Regions from separate parts of the Mus musculus genome. Here region 1 is linked to region 2. Evidence: chromatin contacts called from public promoter capture Hi-C data. All regions are on one chromosome and are shown on one strand. The core of a region is the stretch at or near the end of the contact, and the rest is flanking DNA. Distances in the headings are between cores, read along the strand shown.

Region 1 (5,524 bases), core at 2,280-4,779, 580 kb before region 2:
TATGTTCATAGCAGCCTTATTTATAATAGCCAGAAGCTGGAAAGAACCCAGATGTCCCTGAACAGAAGAATGGATACAGAAAATGTGGTACATTTACACAATGGAGTACTACTCAGCTATTAAAAACAATTAATTTATGAAATTCTTGGACAAATGGATGTATCTGAAGGATATCATCCTTAGTGAGGTAACCCAATCACAAAAGAAGCCATTAGATATACACTCATTGATAAGAGGATATTAGCCCAGAAACATAGAACACCCAAGATACAATTTGCAAAACACAAGAAAATCAAGAAAAGGAAAGACCAATGGGTGGATACTTCATTCTTCCTTAGAATAGGGAACAAAAGGAGTACCTATGAAAGGAGTTGCAGAGACAAAGTTTGGAGCTAAGACGAAAGGATGGACTATCCAGAGACTACCCCACCCGGGGATCCATCCCATAATCAGCCACCAAACCCAGGCACTATTGCATATGCCAGAAAGATTTTGCTGAAGGGACCCTGTTATAGCTGTCTCTTATGAGGCTATGATAGTGCCTGGCAAATACAGAAGTAGATGCTCACAGTCATCTATAAGATGGAACACAGGGCCCCCAATGGAGAAGCTAGAGAAAGTACCCAAGGAGCTGAAGGGGTCTGCAACCCTATAAGTGGAACAACAATATGAACTAACCAGTAACCCCAGAGCTCGTATCTCTAGTTGCATATGTAGCAGAAGATGGCCTAGTCAGTCATCACTGGAAAGAGAGGCCCCTTGGTATTGCAAACTTTATATGCCCCAGTACAGGGGAATGCCAGGGCCAAGAAGGGGGAGTGGGTGGGTAGGGGAGCAGGGCGGAGGGAGGGTATAGGGAACTTTCAGGATAGCATTTGAAATGTATATAAAGAAAATATCTAATAAAAATAAATAAATTAAAGTTGGGAAAAAAAGAACATTTTAAAAAAAGAAGAAGAAGAAGGAGCCAGAAGATTAGAACAAATTGCCAGAGTTCGTTTGAGGCCAAGCACAGCAATTCAGTGAGAAGCCAAGAGAAGCCAGACTGAATCAGTCAGCTTGGAGAGGAGTTTTGAGCCAGAACAGTTGAGCTGAACCAATCAGCTGGAGTTGAATAAGAATCAGAGCTTGTTCTGCAGTAAACCTCCAACATGGCAACTACATTTGGTGAATCAAAGCTACTGTTTCAGGTGGGAGGGGAGGGGGTTGAACTCAGCTCATCAGGCATGTGAGGCAAATGAATTACCTGCTGAGCCATCCCGTGGGCCCTATTTTCCTGATGTTTTGTTTTGTTGTTGTTTTGAGACAAGGTTTCCCTGTATAGCCCAGGCAGTCTGGCAACTTGCTTCATAGACCAAGCTAGCCTTGAACTCACAGAGTTCTGCCTGCCTCTGCCTCCCAAATGCTGGAATAAAGGCATGTGTCACCATACTTGGCCTATTTTCCTGCTTTTAACACTACCCATTTCTATTATTGTATAATAAAAAGGTTAACACAACTTATTTTAAAAATAAGCTTTGGGCCAGGCAGTGCTGGTGCACCCCTTTAATTCCAGCACTTGGGAGGCAGAAGCAGGCAGATTTCTGACTTTGAGGCCAGCCTGGTCTACAGAGTGAGTTCCAGGACAGCCAGGGCTACACAGAGAAACCCTGTCTTAAAAAAACAAAAAAAATAATTATTAATAATAATAATATTTGGGGGGGTTGAGACTATGTATCATTGTGTAGCCCACACAAGCCTTAAATGAGCACTGATCCTGTTGTTTCCATGCCCAGAGAGCCGAGATCACAGGCATGTACCACCACTCACAGCTTAAATGTCAAGTTTTATTTTACAGTCAGACTAATCACAAGCATGCATTCATCTCTTCAACCTCTAGAAACTCCTAATTGACAATAAAGGGATACTCTATCTCATTTATTCTTCAAAATAGTTTTAAAGGTAGTCTGTGCTATTATTTTCATTGTATAGCTTAAAAAACAATAACATAAATTAAATTGCCTAAGATCATACATATCACTGTTTAAAAAGTTTAGTGTGTGTGTGTGTGTGTGTGTGTGTGTATACACAGGTGGACACGTGTGCCACAGTGCACGTCAGAGAACAGTTCTATGGAATCTGTCCTCTCCTCCCACCTTTACATGAGTTCTGGAGATCAAACTCGGTTACCAGCCTGGGACCATGTGATGGTCTGTATAAAGCTTGGCCCAGGGAGTGGCACTATTTGGAGGTGTGGCCTTGTTGGAGTAGGTGTGTCACTGTGGGCATGGGCTTTAAGACCCTCACCCTAGCTGCCTGGAAGCCAGTCTTCCACTTGCAGGCTTCAGATGAAGATGTAGAACTCTCAGCTCCTCCTATGCCATGCCTGCCTGGATGCTGCCATGCTCCTGCCTTGATGATAATGGACTGAACCTCTGAACCTGTAAGCCAGCCCCAATTAGGTTTTGTCCTTTATAAGACTTGCCTTGGTATGGTGTCTGCTCACAGCAGTAAAGCCCTAAATGACCACAAATGCCTTTACTCACTGGGCCATCTCACCAGCCCACATACTGCTCTTGAGTGGCAGAAAAAGAACAGAACCTTCTGGCCTCACATCACTTGCTCTCCTGTCCAGTGTTCCATCCCACCTTACTTGCAGGATGGAGCTCTACACTGGCCAACAATAACTGACAGGAATAAAACAAGAACACATACCCCATAAAACTTTGTGCGACTTGATGTCTTCTGGCACTTCAAGGCTGGCATAGACGTCACTGAAATAGAGCTCCCCGCCGTGCTGAAAGAGAGCAGTGCACATCTGAGCAAGGTTAAAGATTATATTGGTCCTAGATAACAACAACAACAACAACAACGTGGATGAGCGTAGGAGAAGGGTTTTAAAATCCCAGTGTTTGAGCTGACACTGGCCAAGCTGACCTTTGAACAAATAACAGCGCTTCCTTCGTTAGAAACAAAACACAGAGAGAGGGGTATTTATTTCTCCAGTGTCCTGTTCAACATACAAGGGCTTCCTAAGTTTCAGAAGGAAGGGAGTTGGAGGAGAGCAGAGAGGCATGAGAGGATGAAGAGAGGTCAATAGCCTCTAAGTGCAGTCTACGTCGATGGGAAGGCAGCAATGAGGCTGGAGGAGGGTGGGTAGCTGGGTCAAGTGCTGGCTACATGAGTAACTGCTGAGTTCCAGTTTTCAGCATCCACAAAAGCCAGGCATGGTTTACTTTCATAGGCCCAGCTCTGACGGGACTGGCAGGTAAGTCCCTGGGGCTGATCAGCCAGCACTCCTACCCAATTTGGTGAGTTCTAGGTTCAGTGAGGAACCATATCTCAAAAAAAAAAAATAAATAAATAAAGTTGAGGGCTACACAGGTCTCCATGTATGCTTGCCTGTGTGTGTGTGTGCGCACACACACTAACACACCACCACCACCACCACCATACACATGCCACGATGAAACTCAGAAGCAAAAACTGGGCTGGAGAGATGAGATGGCTCAGAGATTACGAGCAGTTGCCGTTCTCGTAGATGTTGTAAGAATGTAGAGCAAAGGTCCCCACCCTTGTTAATGCTACAACCCTTTAAACAGTTCCTCACGCTGTGACTCCCAACCACAAAAGTCTTTCATTGCTACTTCATAACTGTGATTTTGCTACTGTTATGAATTGTAATATAAACAGGATATCTGAGGGGCTGAGACCCACACGGTGAGATCCACTGACGTAGAGGAACCAAGTTCAGTCTCCAACATCTACACCCTGTGAGTCCAGTTCTGATCTCTGTGGGCACCAGACACCCATATGGTACACATGTGTGCATAGAGACAAAACGTTTATACAAAACATTCATATTAAACAAAATAAGAAAATCTTATTTTAAAGGTTTTAAATAAGCAAGAACACAGGAGGGGAAAAAGTGAGCATCTCTCCTAAATACACTGCCCAAGTTGTCTACATTTTTAGCTAATCCAAGAGGAACACAGTCCTAGGTGTCCAGACAACTAACAGCAGACACCCATAGAATTAATAGTCTTATCCCTTGAAAATTATAGTAATAAAGCTACGCCGTAGTAGCACCTCCTTTAATCCCAGGAGGCAGAGGCAGGCAGATCTCTGTGAGTTTGAGGCCAGCCTGGTTTACAAAGTGAGTTCCAGGACAGCCAGGGCTACAGAAAGAAACCCTATTGGGGCGGGGGGGGGGGGGGGCGGGGAAGAAAAAAAGAAAAGATGAACAGAAGGAAGGAAGGAAGGAAGGAAGGAAGGAAGGGAGGGAGGGAGGGAGGGAGGGAGGGAGGGAGGAAGGGAGGAAGGAAGGAAGGGAAATTACAGTGATGTACAGTGATATTATTACACATTAAACTTTTTCCGTGTCCTTAACAAAGGAGTCAACAGGAATTTAAGGTATTATTTAGCTAATTTCCAAAGCATGGACGTCTACGTTCGGTAGTGATGCTTAGCATCTGTCAGTTGATCTCTGTGAAGGTCATAAGCTGGTCTCTAACAATGACATGAGGTTGATTATTCTTACACAGACCAATACTTTTACATTTGATTGTATTATTTTACGTGCCCAAGTGTTTGCCTGCATGTGTGTCTAAGCCTTGGTGCCCTTGGGATCCAGAAGAGGCTATTGGAGCCCATAGCTAGAATTACAGATGGTTCTAAGCTACCTTGAAAGTGCCGGGATTTGAACCTGGGTGCTATGGGAGATCAGCCAGTGCGCTTAACCTCTGAGCTCCATCCCGACCATTATAGATACTTCTATCTGAGCTATATAATAGCCAAACATCTCAGACATTTCCTTTTACAGTTTTAGAGATTGAGCTTTCTGTACGGTAATCACATATCCACCACTGAACTAGACCTTCAGCCCTACTAATCCCAGAATACTTTTTTTTTTCTTTTCTAGTACAAAGAGACAAATCCTTTTATCTGCAGGAGGCTATGATTTTTCTGGAAATTTCCCCTTTAAAAAAGTGTTCATATAAAAAAATCCATCTTAGATTTCCCAGGATAAGATGTCTTGGTATCAGAAACAGTATCGGTGAGATACAGGCAGGTCTGTTCTAGGCAAGGTAAGTCCACAGAAATCTTTCAGGGGGAGTCAGCAGACTCTGGTGGTTTTGTAGGCATTATCTGAGAGTCAGTCAATAACCGAGAGCAACAAGAAAGAAAGAAAGAAAGAAAGAAAGAAAGAAAGAAAGAAAGAAAGAAAGAAAGAAAGAAAGAGGGAGGGAGGGAGGGAGGGAGGGAGGGAGGGAAGGAAGGAAGGAAGGAAGGAAGGAAGGAAAGAAAGAAAGAAGAAAGAAAGAAAGAAAGAAAGAAAGAAAGAAAGAAAGAAAGAAAGAAAGAAAGAAAGAAAGAGAGAAAGAGAAACTATTTTAACAGTCAATAACCTGCATCCTGGGGTGTTGCCTCATCCTGGTCTGCTTTTTAATGCACTTTTTTTTTTTTTTTTTTGCATTTCATACATTTGAGGTTGACATTGAACTGTCTACGAGGCAGAGCCCTTGAACTCCTGATCCGAGGCAGA
Region 2 (5,388 bases), core at 1,463-3,962:
AGTCTTCCTCAATCATTCTGTCTCTTAGTGTTTTTGTTTTATTTTGTTTTTGTTTTGTGTTGTTTTGAGGCAGAGTTTCTTGTTGAATTTGGATCTGGTCAGTTCACCTTGACTAGCTGGCCAGGGGTCCTCCTGTTTCTATCTCCCCGGTGCTGGGGTTACAGGGTGGTGCTTTGTGGATGCTAGAATAAATCAGACTCAAGTCCTTATGCTTGTATGACAAGTACTTTACCATCTGAATCACTGCTTGTCTTTTCAGGCAGGGTCTCATGTAGCTAAGGCTGGCCTTAAACTCCAGGTCTGCCTTCCAAGGGTACTAGAATTACAGATCTACATTACCACACCTGGCTCTAAACAAATATTCTGTTTTTGAAAAAGAAAAAGAAAAAACAAAAACAAAAACCTTTAAAGCTGGGATAGTAGTGGTGGCGGCAACACACACATGCCTTTAATGCCAGCACTTGGGCTACAGAGGCAGGCAGCTCTCTAAACTGGAAGCCAGCCTGTTCTACAGAATGAGTTCCAGGACAGCCAAGGCTACATAGAGAAATCCTGTCTAGAAAAACCAGATAGATAGATAGATAGATAGATAGATAGTCAGACAGACAGACAGACAGACAGGCAGACAGGCATGGTAACCCAGACCTGAAATTCCAGCATTCAAAGGTGGGAGCAGCAAGGAAGATCAAAAATTAAGGCTAGCCTGAGCTACATGAGACCCTGCCTCAAACAAACAAAATGGAGTAGCCGTGGCACTAGGCATAAGCCCAACAATTAATGAGTCTATCGTACATGTGCTTACATAAAACCTCTCAGTGTACATCTTTTTTCTCATTGGCCTTCTTTCCCAACTCTTTTATTTTTCCCAGTGTATGGGTGTCTTTCCCTGCATATATGTTTGTTCACCAGAGTACCAGAGTGCCTACTCCCTGGGGCGGGGGCGGGGGGGGGGGCAGAAGAAGGCTTTGGATCCCCGGGAACTGGAGATTCAGACAGTTGTGAGCAGCCAGTCATGTAGGTGCTGGGAATTGAAGAAACATCCTCTGGAAGAGCAGCCGGTGCCTTTAGCCGCTGAGCCATCTCCTCTGCCCCGCCCTACTCTATTCTATAGTGCACCATTCGGGATAGCTTTTTGTCAGTGGATAGGAAAAGAGGCAAGAATGTTATGAGGAAACCCTATTAGGAGCCTGATAAATCGATAGTTTGTTGGCTGTTGTTGTTGTTTGTTTGTTTGTTTGTTTGTTTAAGACTGTGTGTCTCACCGTGTGTTCTTGGTTGACCAGGTACACACTGTAGAGTGAAGATCTTCCTGTTTCTGCCTCTTGAGTACTAGGGTCACAGGCACGCACCACATCAGGGTATCCCTAAGCCCCTGATCTTTACTTCTATTAACCTGACATATGTCTTCTCTTTCCTCTACTAGAGACCTCCCTCCATGGAGTTTGGGCTGCTTGGTGAGGCAGAGGCGCGAAGCCCTGCGCTGTCGTTATCGGACGCAGGCACTCCACACCCTCCGCTTCCAGAACATGGCTGCAAGGGGCAGGAGCACAGTGGTGAGCGCGCCCCCTTCTGGGGGTGGAGGAGAAAACAGTTTAGCCTTGATGCGGGGTGGGAGCGAGAGTGATAACCTGAGCGGGAGCCAGCCAGGGGCTGAGGAATTCCTTGAGGCCCCTGAACCAGAGACTCCGCACAGGCCCTAGCGCCCTATGACCTGCCACATTCTGGCCCTCAGACTCGGAGAAGGCCTCGGCCTCACTGCCGGGGGGCTCCCCCGAGGACGGCTCTCTGAAGAAGAAGCAGCGGCGGCAGCGCACGCACTTCACCAGCCAGCAGCTGCAGGAGCTGGAGGCCACCTTCCAGAGGAATCGCTACCCTGACATGAGCACCCGCGAAGAGATCGCGGTGTGGACCAACCTCACTGAGGCCCGCGTGCGGGTATGGCCCCACCTGCGCGCACCTCGCTCTCGTGCCCCCCACCCCCCATCCCAAGTAGCTGGTGACTCTGCGGGGCCGGTGCCACGTCGGGCCCAGTTCCCCACCCTCCTGCTGCCTTGCCTGCCACCCCCATCACTCGATTCCTCGGCTGGGACCAAGGCTCTACCTTCCCCTCATCTCTCTTTGATCCCGAGCTGTTCCCCCAAACCCTGCGGCCCCTGGCTTCACTTCTCTGGCCCCCAGGCTCGGTGCGCTCCTCCCTTCCAGCCTGCATCCACCATGCACCTCTGATCTTCCCCGCCCGGGCTCGATCCTACTGTGGGTGGCCCAGTCCCCAGCCACTCCACCTCCTGACAGCCTTTCTCGGATACCCGCAGGTGTGGTTCAAGAACCGGCGCGCCAAGTGGCGGAAGCGGGAGCGCAGCCAGCAGGCGGAGCTGTGCAAAGGTGGCTTCGCAGCCCCGCTCGGGGGCCTGGTGCCACCCTACGAGGAGGTGTACCCGGGCTACTCGTACGGCAACTGGCCGCCCAAGGCTCTCGCCCCGCCGCTCGCCGCCAAGACCTTCCCGTTCGCCTTCAACTCGGTCAACGTGGGGCCTCTGGCTTCACAGCCTGTATTCTCACCGCCCAGCTCCATCGCCGCTTCTATGGTGCCCTCGGCCGCCGCTGCCCCGGGCACCGTACCAGGTCCCGGAGCCTTGCAGGGCCTGGGCGGGGCACCCCCCGGGCTGGCTCCAGCCGCCGTGTCCTCCGGGGCAGTGTCCTGCCCTTACGCCTCGGCCGCCGCAGCCGCCGCTGCAGCCGCCTCCTCCCCCTATGTATACCGGGACCCGTGTAACTCGAGCCTGGCTAGCCTGCGGCTCAAAGCCAAGCAGCACGCCTCTTTCAGCTATCCCGCCGTGCCCGGGCCGCCGCCGGCCGCTAACCTTAGCCCCTGCCAGTACGCCGTGGAACGGCCGGTGTGAGCCGCAGGTCTGTGGATCCATCCCCGAGGGCGGGGCAGTAATTCACAGCCTCTCCGGACAGGGGTCGCCTAGACTGGCTTGCCCTCGTCCCAGGGTCTGAAAGGGGTGCCAGAGCACCCGGGAAGAGGCCGCGGGCTTCGAAGAGGGCCTTTTCCCTCGCAGCCCCCGAGCGGTGGTCTGACCCCTATGCGGAGACCGCGCCCCTAGGACTAAGGCCAGGAACAGGGACCAGCTCCCCCAGGGCCAATTCACCCTTGGCTCACCCCGCCTTCTCCAGACTCCCCCTATCCCATTTTCAAAGATCAATGAAATAAACGTGCGCGGACTGTCAAAGGCCTGATGATTCAGACTTGCGGTTGAGCCCTCCTTCCCTTCATCCTTCCCATTGTCCAAAAGGACAGCTGGATGTACAGGAACCGAGTGAGCGTCCAGGCTTCTAAGGTTGCCGTCTCACTCCTTTCCTCCAGGATAGGGAAGCAGGGTCTCCTGGAGTAAAAGGAGTATGAAGCTTGGTGTGACCAGCTAGCTGACAGGGATCGTTCTCTGCTGGTGCTGCGACGCCACCTGGTGGTCTCTGGGAGGACAGCCGGTAGGTCTGGTCACCCGTGCTTCCACGCAGCGATCTCTTCTGCAGTTTAGCCTATGATTTTAGGACTTGTTTCTCACTGTTCCTTTCAGAGGCTTGGGTCTCTAACAGCAATAAACTTCTAGTCTGTAAAAGACATTTATTAAGCGCCTACCAGGCCTAGAATTCTTATTGAGTGTTTGTGTGTGCCTCTGTCCTTCCACACACCCTCAGGCTCCCCCCCTGCAGATCACTCACTCCCCAGAGTCAGCCTCCTCCTACCACAGAGTCAGTCCACTCTCCCCTCCCCTCCAAGTCCACAAATCCTCAAGATCATGTTGACCTCTTTTAAAAATAGAGCAAGAAGAGAAAGATTTCTAAATATAAATATAAATAACTCCATTTTAAGGACCTCAGTCCTATCTCCTTCCTAGGGCTTGGTTTTCCTTCACATTAAAGACAGAAACATCAAAGTACCAAACCACACACCCCCTATCCCCAAGGGTGACATTTCTTGGTTGTCATAGCTTCCTGCAACTTTGAGGGTACATATCCCATGGGGGAAACCATACAGGGAGGTACCCTAATCATTCTCCCATACCCTTAGTGCCACGGAGGAACGGCTGAGGCTCCATCTTTCTTTCCTACTCTCATTGGCTCTTGGATGCAACTTTGCCCTTGGGCCTGAGGTAGGCTCGGTGGAAGAAGTGAGCGAATAGGATGAAATAGGTCCCATATAGCATAAAAGACCAGAAGAAGTGTTCCGTTGTTGTGTGGCATCCTTTCTCCTGCCTCCAGATGTAATTCAGTATGCCAAAGATGGTGCCCAGAACCATCTGCAGAATCTGCAGGCTGGTGATGACCATGGGGAGAAGATTAGGATGCTTCAGTTTGGCAGCCTTCATAGTGTAGTAAGTGTACATGACAGAATGGACGCCAAAGTTCATGGTCATGAACCAGCCACCCGAAGGCACTTTGTTCTTGTATCCAAAGCTTGTGAACAGTAGCACTGTGCTGTGGTGGTACCAGTGGACAAAGATGAGTGGACGCTTACGCAGGATGATGAAGGCCGTGTCTCCTGAGAGGTGAGGGATCATAGTCGTCAGGCCACCCAGTGCTGGTACCACTCCCTCCCCGGGGTGTGTGAACACATCTGGAAATCTCACGGTGTGGGTGTGGGGTGGGGATATCTCACTAAGACCCAGGAGTAGGGCCGGGACTCTCCATGTGATGGGTAAGGGAAGAGCGCTGGGGAAGGATTCAAGTCACTGGGCACCGGAGACAAAGCCCCTGCACTCACCCAGTTCAACAACCTTGCTGAGAAGAAAGAGAAAGGACCAGAATCTGACTACGGCGTCATCCGTGTAGATGGCAAAGCACACGGTTTGCTTGAGGCCCACTGTAAACATCACTGTTGCCATAAACTTCCACATCCTCAGAGTACCCAGGATACTGGAGTGAGACCATGCACAAAGGTATGAAGGGATTAGGGGATGGCCAGGCGTGAACCTGACCCAACCACATCCACGTCGGAACCAACTCTCTATCACCTCCTCACCCTTCCGAGGGGAGTGTGGCTACAGCTTTTGAGCTCCCGGGGCCAATCTGGTAGATCTAACAAGTATTCTCCATGAGATATGGGTTAAGAAAAAGCCAGTGGATACAGGGGGAGAGGTGAAAGTCAAAGTTAAGCACAGGGTTCTTGAAGTGGGTTGCCAGTCAGAAGGAAAAAGTGGCAAGAGACAGAAGGACGTGGTAAAGGAGGGGCTGGGGAACTTGATGCTCTTCGATTGCTTTGGAAGAGCAATTTGGGAACTGAGATATTTAAGGCTAGACAATTTTGTCGGCCGTATAGATTTCCCGAGCACAAGAGGAATGGGGTAGAGCCTAACATCTGTATTCCCAGAACTCAGGGGACTGAGG

The links. Capture Hi-C pulls out chosen DNA fragments and counts their contacts.
Region 1: a promoter capture Hi-C map of liver shows a contact between it and region 2, with 3 times the contacts expected there. The contact joins two enhancer-like sites.

What each region holds. Positions count from the first base shown.
Region 1 is chr19:46,712,441-46,717,964 of GRCm38.p6, reverse strand. It overlaps As3mt (arsenite methyltransferase), which reads right to left. Exons shown (of 11, transcript NM_020577.3): 7 at 2,695-2,776. Among named protein-coding and RNA genes, the nearest start is that of As3mt, 7.7 kb to the right of the region's middle. Within about 2 kb of position 3,529, at least 10 of the 459 cell types and tissues checked have an H3K27ac peak or open chromatin away from gene starts, as enhancers often do. A contact at or near this core is called in liver, where this site is marked.
Region 2 is chr19:46,133,530-46,138,917 of GRCm38.p6, reverse strand. Elovl3 (elongation of very long chain fatty acids (FEN1/Elo2, SUR4/Elo3, yeast)-like 3) reads right to left here. Exons shown (of 4, transcript NM_007703.2): 3 at 4,766-4,917; 4 at 3,224-4,543. The coding sequence ends at 4,116. Pitx3 (paired-like homeodomain transcription factor 3) reads left to right here. Exons shown (of 4, transcript NM_008852.4): 2 at 1,424-1,553; 3 at 1,733-1,935; 4 at 2,313-3,233. The coding sequence starts at 1,436. The coding sequence ends at 2,900. Among named protein-coding and RNA genes, the nearest start is that of Elovl3, 4.3 kb to the right of the region's middle. Within about 2 kb of position 2,712, at least 119 of the 459 cell types and tissues checked have an H3K27ac peak or open chromatin away from gene starts, as enhancers often do. A contact at or near this core is called in liver, where this site is marked.